Regions from separate parts of the Sus scrofa genome. Here region 1 is linked to region 2. A link is a contact called in public Hi-C data. All regions are on one chromosome and are shown on one strand. Each heading gives the region's core, a stretch centred on a gene start, on an enhancer-like site or on the middle of the called end of the contact. The rest is flanking DNA. Distances are from core to core; before and after follow the strand shown.

Region 1 (5,378 bases), core at 1,201-3,700, 280 kb after region 2:
CCATGTTGCTGTGGCTGGGGTGTAGGCCGGGAGCTGCAGCTCTGATAAAACCAAAAACCAAAAAAACGCTCTTTTTATCAGTGTCTTTGGACCATTTTCTTACCACCTTTTCTGCTGGTGGTTAAGCTCTTATAAAGAAACGGAAGTTTTTGTCGTGGCGCAGCGGAAACAAATCCGACTAGGAACCACGAGGTGTCGGGTTGGATCCCTGGCCTTGTTCAGTGGGTTAAGGATCCAGCATTGGACCCCTAGCCTGGGAACCTCCATGTGCTATGGGTGCAGCCCTGAAAAGACAAAAAAAAAAAAAAGGAAAAGTAGAAAAAAGCTGCCTTTACTCTTCCACCCCTTCAGCCTCTTTCAATTAGTTCCACACAAACCCCAGTCTGACCACGGTTCTCTGGCTGAGGTCACCAGTGACCCCTCAATGACAACAATTAATGGACTCATTTATTTATTTATTTATTTATTTTTGCTTTTTAGGGCAGTACCTGCAGCATATGGAAGTTCCCAGGCTAGCGGTCAAATTGGAGCTGCAGCTGCAGGTCTACACCACAGCCACAGCAGCATGGCAATGCTGGATCCTGAACTCACTGATCGAGGCCAGGGATCGAACCTGAGAACTCATGGACACTCATCGGGTTTGTCACCACTGAGCCACGATCGGAACTCCTCAATGGACTCAGTTCTCTTCGTAGCTGTGCCATCTGACACCCCTGACTGGTCCCTCCGCAGAACCCTCTCCTCCGACCACTTCCCAGACACGCCTGATCTCCTCCCCCACTGCCTCCTTTGTGAATCCCTCTCCGACCCTTTGTACATGTGGTTGTTTCCCAGGGTTTGTCCCTGGTCTTCTACTGCTGTGTCCTCTCCCCAGGTAAGGCTCAACCGAGCCCTATCTGCTGATGATGCCTGCTTCGTACCACTCCTGGAGATACCCAGCTAAGCTACCAGACATCTGCACCTCGATAGCCCAAGGATACTTCAAACTCATCACATCCAGAACAGAACTCATTGTCCTCCCCAATCTCCCCAAACCTGTTCTTCCTTTTCCCCTGTATCAGTCAATGGCCTCCCCACCTTCCCTGGCCTGAGAGGCATTCTACTCTTTCCTCACCTGTGTACCCCACATCATTCATGACATAAATCTCAAAATGGCATCCTCTTCTCCATTCCTAAACTAGTGCCTTAATTCAGATCCACAGCTCTTAAGTCTGTATTATTATTATTATTATTTCTTTTTAGGGACACACCCATGGCATATGGAGGTTCCTGTAGCTGCTGGCCTACACCACAGCTCATGGCAATGCCAGATCCTTAACCCACTGAACAAGGCCAGGAATTGAAGCTGTGTCCTAATGGATGTTAGTCAGATTTCCACTGAGCCACACTGGGAACTCCTCCTCTTTTTGCCTATATTATTGCATGAGCATCTTAGGAGGTCTCCTTGCCTCCAGGCTTGCACCACTTCACCTCAGTCTTTGTGTGCAGCCAGAGCCGGATAAAATGCAAATCTGCTTAAAGCCCTTCCATGGACAGGAAAACTAATCTATGGTAGCAGAAAGCAGATCAGTGAGTGGGGGCAGCTGTGAGGGTGGTGGGATTGAATATAAAGAAGCATAAGGGAGCTTTCTGGAGATGAAGAGATGTTCTGTATCTTGATTATGACATATAGGCATATACCCAATGGGAATATATAAATATATTTTTCAAAAATGCATCAGCCTATATGCTTAAAATTAGTATGTTTTATTACATAAAATATACTTCAATAAACTTGATTAAGGAAAAACACCCTTCTGATCACTCCATTACTTAGAGAACAGAGTTCAAATTTCTTCTCCTGGCTTAAGTGACGACATGATTCCTTCCATTGATTCTTCCCTTCCCCCACCCCGCAAACACTCCTCACATTAAATACTCTACAAACCTCAAACGGGCCTAGATGTCTTGGCCGGCCTGGACTACCTGTTATAGAACATCCACCATGTTTATCAAGATTCAGCCTGCACCAACATCATTAGCGATCCCTCCACCCACACGTGATCATCCTTCCTTTGTGTTCCGATGTCCCGAAACAAATGTCTATCATATAAAGTCTTTGGCTGCATTCTTGTGCTTATGTCTCATTTCCCTTTTACTAAGCTGTAGGTGTGACAGCTGCACCCTATCATCTTCGTTTTTGCAGCTCCAGCGCTTTTCACTGAGCCGCTCAATCTTTGCAGAAGGAACCTGGGCTTTAGAAGAGCTGGTCAGCCCAAAAGACTGCGGGACAGACCCTCCCACTGCTCCTCCAGTCCTATAGAGGGCGCTGTGGTGGCCTCCGTCATCGCTCTGCTCTCAACTCCTCGGGGCCAGCTCTCAGAGCCGTATGCTCGGGGCTCCGCCTCCTCCTGGGCAATATCCCTCCTTCCCATTGGGCGAGGGCAGTCCGGACCGCCCAATGGAGCGAGGCGTTGGTGCGAGGAGGGGCCACCATCTTTGAGCGGTTGGGCCCCTGCCTCGGTGAGTGGCTGCGGGAGGCAGGGAGGTAGGTGGGCCACGGAGTATAGCCGCGCCTCGGGTCTTCAGCGGTGCGTGTCAACTGTGCCCCCGCGGACCCACGATGCCGCAGTACCAGACTTGGGAGGAGTTCAGCCGCGCGGCCGAGAAACTCTACCTCGCTGACCCCATGAAGGTAAATCGCTGGCGGGGTCTGTGCATCTGTCTCTGGGTCAGGATGGCTTTTTTCCCCGCCGCTCGGCCTCCGGAGCTTCTCCAGCTACTTAGGAGGTGCTGAGAGTGAGGAGAGACGGACCCCGCCAAGTGTGATTGTTTCTTCCGTCTCCTCCCTTATTAACGCCCCCAGGAAGCCCGGAAACCGGCAAAATCAGGGGTCATTTCAGGGCTTTTAGGAAGACGCCGCCCGAAATCCCTGAACTTAACCTCGATGGTCGCGGGTTTACGTGTCTCTAAGGGCGGGGCTCCTCCCCCTACTGGTTCAACCTTCTGTCCCTTAGTGTCTTAGTGCCCTTTTCCGGTATCACCTCGTATAAGAAAAAACGGTGATGTTTTTCTGCGACAGCAGAGAAGTTGTTGAAAGACCTCAATTTGGAGGTGTCTATAGCCCTTAGAAAGGCGGCTGTAGGTCACTTTGCTGTACAGCAGAAATTGACAGAATATTGTAAATCAACTGTAATAAATTTTTTTTTAAGTGGCTCTAAATTTTTTGGAAGTCAGTGCCCTCGTGAGAACATGAGAATGCTTGCACGCTTTCCTCAGAAAAGTGCACTTATACGTAAATGTTTGTAAATAACTGGGAGGTTCAAGGATCCCTGTAATTCATGGCCCCCACCAAAAAGTAAGCGGATCCCAGAGGTTTGCTTATTATTAAAGAGCAAAGAAGTCACAAGACGGACAGTTTAGCATTTGGGTCCTGATTTTTCTTCCTGTTGAGTTTTATTATCATCTAAATGCTAGTTGAAGCCGCTCCTCAATTAAAAATCTTGTTTGCTTTTTAGACCTAGGTAAGTAACAGGTGCTATAAAACATTCTTAGTTCCATTCTTTGCAATAAAATGATGTAATAATAAATGATGAAATGAGTTAGATATTATTGAAATTGAGTACTTTGTTTATGACACAATTTCTAGTTCCTCCATTTGGTTGATTTCCTTTGCTCATAGGGCCGTTTGTTTCTTTGTTCAAGCAGTGTACCATGAGGACAGTACAAGATTTTTGTCCAGAAGTACCCAGTGTAAACTGAAAATATTTGAAAAGATAGTAAAGAACATACAAATTCACATCGAGAGGAATCATTTTAAGAATGTGGTCATAATGGCAGGGAAAATGAAAATCAAATGGTAATTACAGAGCATTGCTGAGAATAAAGCCTAGTATAGGCAGGGAACCTTTGGGCTCTTTATCCATTCAGAAAATCCCAGTGGCCAAAAAATTTATGCCTCCTCATAATATCCTTCCACTGGTTTTTGGCTGATTTTTTTTTTTTTTTTTTTTTTTTTTTGTCTTTTGTCTTTTTGTTGTTGTTGTTGCTATTTCTTGGGCCGCTCCTGCGGCATATGGAGGTTCCCAGGCTAGGGGTTGAATCGGAGCTGTAGCCACCGGCCTACGCCAGAGCCACAGCAACGTGGGATCCGAGCCGCGTCTGCAACCTACACCACAGCTCACGGCAACGCCGGATCGTTAACCCACTGAGCAAGGGCAGGGACCGAACCCGCAACCTCATGGTTCCTAGTCGGATTCGTTAACCACTGCGCCACGACGGGAACTCCGGCTGATTTTTTTTGATAGGAGGGTGAGGGGTTGTGTGGGGAGAGGGAGCTTGACCGACAGTTTTATTGAGAACCTGCTCTGTGACAGGAGTTTTATGTATGTTTACTCATATAGTTTATGTGAACAGTTAAGACAATCTCTTGAGGTAGAGGAATAAACATCCTTAAGATGCATTAAATGATTTGCCTAGTCTCTAAAAGATTAAGCTAAAATTTGAACCCATGTCTCTAAACCCCACGTCCATGCTCTTTCTACCAGTCCATACTTCTGGGACCAAAGAAGAAAAGAAATTTTGTCAGAACTCATTACAGTCTAATTTACAGAACTCTGTCTTCTGTCCCTGTTGGTTATATCCATCACCTTTTACCATTCTCTCTTGCATCTGCTCTAATTGAAGATGATTTTATTGTTGGACCATGAAATAATCTCTTAGTCAGTCTGGCTGCCTATTTTAAAAATCTCTTCTTCATGGACTTCCCATCGTAGGTCAGTGGTTAACGAATCCGACTAGGAACCATGAGGTTGTGGGTTCAATCCCTGGCCTTGCTCAGTGGGTTAAGGATCCGGCGTTGCCGTGAGCTATGGTGTAGGTCACAGACTCAGCTCGGGTCTGGCATGGCTGTGGCTGTGGTGTAGGCCGTCAGCTACAGCTCTAATTCGACCCCTAGCCTGGGAACCTCCATATGCTGCAGGTGCGGCCCTGAAAAGACAAAGACAAAAAAAAAAAAATTAAAAAGAGGAGTTCCCATGGTGGCGCAGTGGTTAACGAATCTGACTGGGAACCATGAGGTTGCGGGTTCGATCCCTGCCCTTGCTCAGTGGGTTAACAATCCGGCGTTGCCGTGAGCTGTGGTGTAGGTCGCAGACTCGGCTTGGATCCCGCGTTGCTGTGGCTCTGGTGTAGGCCGGTGGCTGTAGCTGCGATTCAACCCCTAGCCTGGGAACCTCCATATGCCGCAGGAGCGGCCCAAGAAATGGCAAAAAGGCCCCAAAAAAATAAATAAATAAATAAAAAGAAATGAAATCCCTTCACTCTCATAGCAACAGCTGTCTAAAACACACAAATTGGGTTCTCAGTTTCCTGCTTTATAATTAAAATCTGGACTCCTG
Region 2 (4,739 bases), core at 710-3,209:
TACCTTGTTCACACATCTTGGGCTGCAAGTGTGTCAGATGGCTGTAAAATAAACTGTCTGCACGTGAGGAATGAAATGGGACCGATGTTCCCTTCCTCCACCCAGAAAGACAGACAGGCTTCATGATCCCCAGCCAGGGTCTCCAAGAGAAAAGGAGAGATGAAGACAGAAGGCAGCCTGATTCTTGATAATTCAGGGGCTGCTCAGGCCCGAGAAAAATCCTCCTTCCTGTGTTCCTGTCCCACTGAAAGCTTCAGGACTCCCCATGAATGTACGGGGTGAGGAGGGGTCTCCAGAAATCAAACGTCCCCCTCAAGAAGGTACAGGCTCGAAGTCAGATTAGTTTAGGAAAATGATGCTTGTTGTGATACAAGCGTAATAGACATCCTAACTTTTACTCCCAAAGGCAATTCTTTGCAAAGAGGATGAGGAAGCAGAAGGAAACTGGAGGGGAAGGTACAGCTCGGTGTCCGGCACCAGGACACCAACAGGATTAAGCCATGCCCCTTCAGTGGCCTCTGCTTCATTCCCCCCCACCCCCGGGTGGCAGGCATCATCAGAGCTGACTTCTGTTGAGCGCTTATTGCGTGCCCGCACTTACAGAATTGAAATCTCTGCCTGTGTTGTTTAATCCTCATGACAACCCCATGAGGTAGGTATTATTATTATCACTCCTATTTTGCGGATGCCTGATTGAGGCACAGAGAGGTTGGGTCACTTGCCAGGTCACACGGCCAGCGCAGGCTGAGCCACCTTCTCTCCGGGGCTCTTGTGCTGCCCCCCGAGAGACAAGGGGGTCACGGTGAACTGGATGGACACCACGAACACCCCCGAGGTGTCTTCTACCCTCGGCCAGCCCCCTCCCAATGACTCGACAAGTGACCAGGGAGGGCAGGAGGAGGAAGGTGGATGGGTTGTTCTTAGGGACTGTGCGTGTCACAGTTTGCACAACACTCGCACATGTCCTCATCTCAGCCTCCCCACAACTGCCAGAGGAAACAGAGACCCAGGAAGGAGGTGACGGGCTGGAGCCACTGCAGCCGCTGAGAGCGGAACCCATCCAGGGTCCTGGGGGTGCTTCTCGCTCCCCTCAGCCTTGGCAAGTTCAGGGGATGCTGCTGGCCCCGTTGGTGCAGCAAAGACAGATTGTGTTTGTAGCTGCCCCGGGTGTATAAGCATCAACTACGCGGGAGGCCTTTCTGAGCCAGTGTTAAGTTCAAGTTCCCCACGTCCTGACGCTATAGGACAGGAGCGGGGACCCGTGCTCCGCTTCAAGAGCTTGCACTCACCTGCTGCGTTTGCCTCCGGGGAGCCGCCCTTTCTGTGGCTTGGGCGTTTGAGCTCATTTCCTGTCCCAGCTCCCCTCCCCCCACCCGCTCCCCGCACTCTTCCCTCCCCCACGGTCCCGGCCCCTCTCTACTCGAGGATGCGCGCGTCCTTCAGCAGAGGATGGGTGTGGCCGGGGCGGGGGCGGGGCTGTGGAGAAGCGACTCGCCCCGCCCCCCGGGGGGCAGGAGGCGAAGGCGGGGCGGGGGCGGGGCTGAGGAAGCCTCGCCCCCTTCGCGGAAGTGGCGCCAGGATGAAGGTGCGGGCGGAAAGGCGCTAAGGGCTGGAGAGCCAGCCTCCCAGGGAAGGATCAGAGGCTTGCGATTGACTGGCCCCCTTGGAGAAGAGAAAGATAAGGAGCTTTCTGGGGCACCTGCTCCAAGGAAAGGACATTGTTCTTTTAAAACATGCGTTTGCGTTTGAAGCATGCGTTTCAAACAAGAAGGAGAAAACGTGAACTTTAGCAGGGGACCTGCAAGTTAAGTCTACCAAGTTAGACTCACAAGCACATCCCAAGGTTCAGGAAACTGAGAGCTACAAGGTGGAGATGAGACGACCTCCTGCCCCGGGCCTGACATGGCCAAGCCCCACGTCCGGGTGAGTGGTCCCAGTGAAAAGCAACGATCGTTGGGGTGGCTTGGAAAGAGCTTCTCCAAAACCAGATACCTTCTTCGAAGGCTCCTTCCAGAAACACGCAGGAACCAAAGCCCGGGCAGGAAGTGCCTCGCGCTCCTCTTCATCCCTGTGGACGAGGTCTTTAAAGACCCCGGAACCTTCCTGCCAGGATCAGGAGGGTTTGCACCAGGTGATCCCTGAGGGTCTTCCCACCCCGTGATTTGAACCCCCCAGATTGAGTGCATAAAATGCAATGAGAAGGAGGGAGGACAGACTTGAAGAGGGCTTATTTTAAAAGTGCCCACACCCACTAATTAGCTGCATTTTCACCAGTTCACACTCAAATCTGAGACATGCGTTGCTGGCCCTTGTGCAATTCCTCTGGCTTCACCAGGCCTCCATATCCGCACCCATCCCCCTGGATTTATTCAGGTCTCTGCCTGAGGGTCCCTTAGAAAAGTCTTTCCCGACCCCCTGTTCTAACAGATAAAAAAGTCTTTTTATAGTATAGGTATGTCCCATGCAATGTTTGGGAACGACCTGTACTAAAAAATTGTTGTGACCCTGAAACTGAAATTGAGCTGAGCATCCTGTATTTTTATTTGCTAATCAGATCCTAAGGCAGGGGGACTCTGCACTCCTGACCTCCTGACTGGAGGTCCTTTTGCCAGTTGGAGTTTCCAGGGACAGCAGGCAGGGCTACAGGGGCCACCCCTGCACCAGCCCTGCCCCTCCCGCCAATGGAAGGCAGATCCTCTTCTGGGGAGGGTCCTGTGGACCTGCAGAGTTGTGTGTGGTTCTCTGGGCTGGTTATGAGTTAAGTGCATTCTTCTCCCTCCTTTGCCCGGCTTCCCACCCCAGATGCTCAGGTATTCTACCTGAGTCCCCAGGAGATCACACACTGCAATCAACTCCATACACAGACGTAGGTACAGGACGCTCAGGTAACTGCTCCACGCAGATGTCAGGAAGGCTGAGATTTTCCCCTGCTCCTCAAGGGTTCTTTTGATTGCTCTATAATGAAATTGACACAAGACAGATAACTAGGAGAAAGAAACAATTTAATTTGTATGCGCAGAGGTCTCATGGAAATGGGATTCCCAAAGTGACCAAAGCAGGCTTTTTTTTTTTTTTTTTTTTTTTTGACTTTTTAGGGCCTCACCCGCAGCACATGAAGTTTCCAGGCTAGGGATCTAATCGGAGTTGCAGCTGCCTGCCTACACCGCAGCCACAGCAACTTGGATCCCACACCACAGCTCAAGGCAATGCCGGATCCTTAACCCACTGCTCGAGCCCAGGGATCGAATCCACATCATGGATATTAGTCGGATTCATTACCGTTGAGGCACGATGGCAACTCCAGGGCGTACTGTTATGGGGTCTAAAACAAACCTGCTGTGGAAGACCCAAAACGAAGGTCCGGTATCGTGTGCTCCCCTCCGGGCTCTGCTCCCTTGTACTGTAATTGAGCAGGGCCCCACGAGGTCTTCCCAAAGTGGACGCCCAGTCAGGTCCTTTACCTGCCTTTTTATCTTTTAAAAAAACTTTAGTCAAAGAATCAATTTAATGAGAGAAGTGAGAAAATACAGAGAAAAAGGAAAACAATCAAGCAAAACAGAATGATAGTTTAGCCATTCAGCAAAGTCAAGGACCTTCCGTCCTTTTCCAAAGACTGTAGGTACTATTCTGAGCCAGGTCCTTGGAGCTGTTTTGCAAGTGCTGAAGCCCCCACCGGGTGGAAGAAGTCAAGTGCATGCTGGCCACAAGCTCATAGACCCCAGACTGGCTGGAACCAGAAGGTTGATGACGCTGACACCCAATGACCTCATCACCCACCAATCAGAAAATGCGCATGAGCTGACCACGCCCGGCTCTTCAAACACTAGAAGACTCCTCCCTCCCCCTCCAAGGGTGGGGGGCACACTCCTCTAGGCACTAGCCTGCTGTTCCCCTCTTTGCCTGGCAATTAAAGCTACTTTTTGTGTTTCCCCCAGCTCTGTGTCCGACTTTCTATTTAGCATCAGACTACAGAGGGAGCCAATATTTTGGCAACAGTACGGGGTGGGGGCCCTGGCTGACCAGCGCCCCCCCTTACCAGGCTCAGGAGGTAAGCCCTGAGTGGCAGGTGCCCTGAGTGGCAGGTGTCACTGGCCCTCTGGTCACATCCTGCAGTGGGAACCATGGGCTCCCCAAGCTCTGGGTACCATCAGCCCCTCCCCCCACCTCCCACAGACCCTGTTCACTCTGCTCCTGACTGCACCCTGGCAGCCTGGGTGACAGACACGCAGCATCCTCCCCTGAACACCAGGTGATCCAACCAGACTCCCAACCTCCCCTGTCCAGAGTCAGGTGTTGTGAGTTTGGCCATCATTCCCACAACCCCGGTTGTGCCCCCCTCCCTCCCAGCAGGGCCTATTCGAGTAGGACAAAACTCCTATTACTTAAGCTGCTTTTAAGGTGGGTCTTCTGTTAGGGCTGGAAGCATCCTGTCAGATTAGCCGGCAGCAGGCAAGCGCTCCTGGCTTGAAGGTCTCCCACTTTGCAGGTAACAAAGACTTAGGAGAGCCCTGGGCCACTGGACTTGCTCTTTCCTGTACCTGCAGGTGGCTTTCCCCATGGCCTGGCAGCAAATTCAGGACTCCAGATGCAAACTAGTGCACTTGCATAGACAATGAGGTCCTGCTGTACAGCACAGGGAACTATATCCAATCATTGTGACGGAACATGATGGAGGAGAATATGACAGAAAAGAATGTTTTATATCTATATGAATGGATGTATGACTAGGTCATTTTGCT

Evidence for each region. Hi-C and Micro-C count contacts between places; a contact is called where the count stands out from the background.
Region 1: a Hi-C map of fetal heart ventricle shows a contact between it and region 2, with 2.8 times the contacts expected there. The contact joins the promoter of SRP9 here to the enhancer-like site in region 2. A contact is called at or near these places in 3 of 47 Hi-C or Micro-C datasets (epiblast stem cells, fetal heart ventricle and heart right ventricle) and 1 of 2 datasets of contacts at active chromatin or transcription factors (alveolar macrophages).

Annotation. Positions count from the first base shown.
Region 1 is chr10:13,709,088-13,714,465 of Sscrofa11.1, forward strand. It overlaps SRP9 (signal recognition particle 9 kDa protein), which reads left to right and starts at 2,451. Exons shown (of 3, transcript XM_003130540.6): 1 at 2,451-2,674. The coding sequence starts at 2,603.
Region 2 is chr10:13,430,807-13,435,545 of Sscrofa11.1, forward strand. No RefSeq gene overlaps it. Among named protein-coding and RNA genes, the nearest start is that of LBR, 16 kb to the left of the region's middle. Within about 2 kb of position 1,960, at least 48 of the 83 cell types and tissues checked have an H3K27ac peak or open chromatin away from gene starts, as enhancers often do. A contact at or near this core is called in alveolar macrophages, where this site is marked.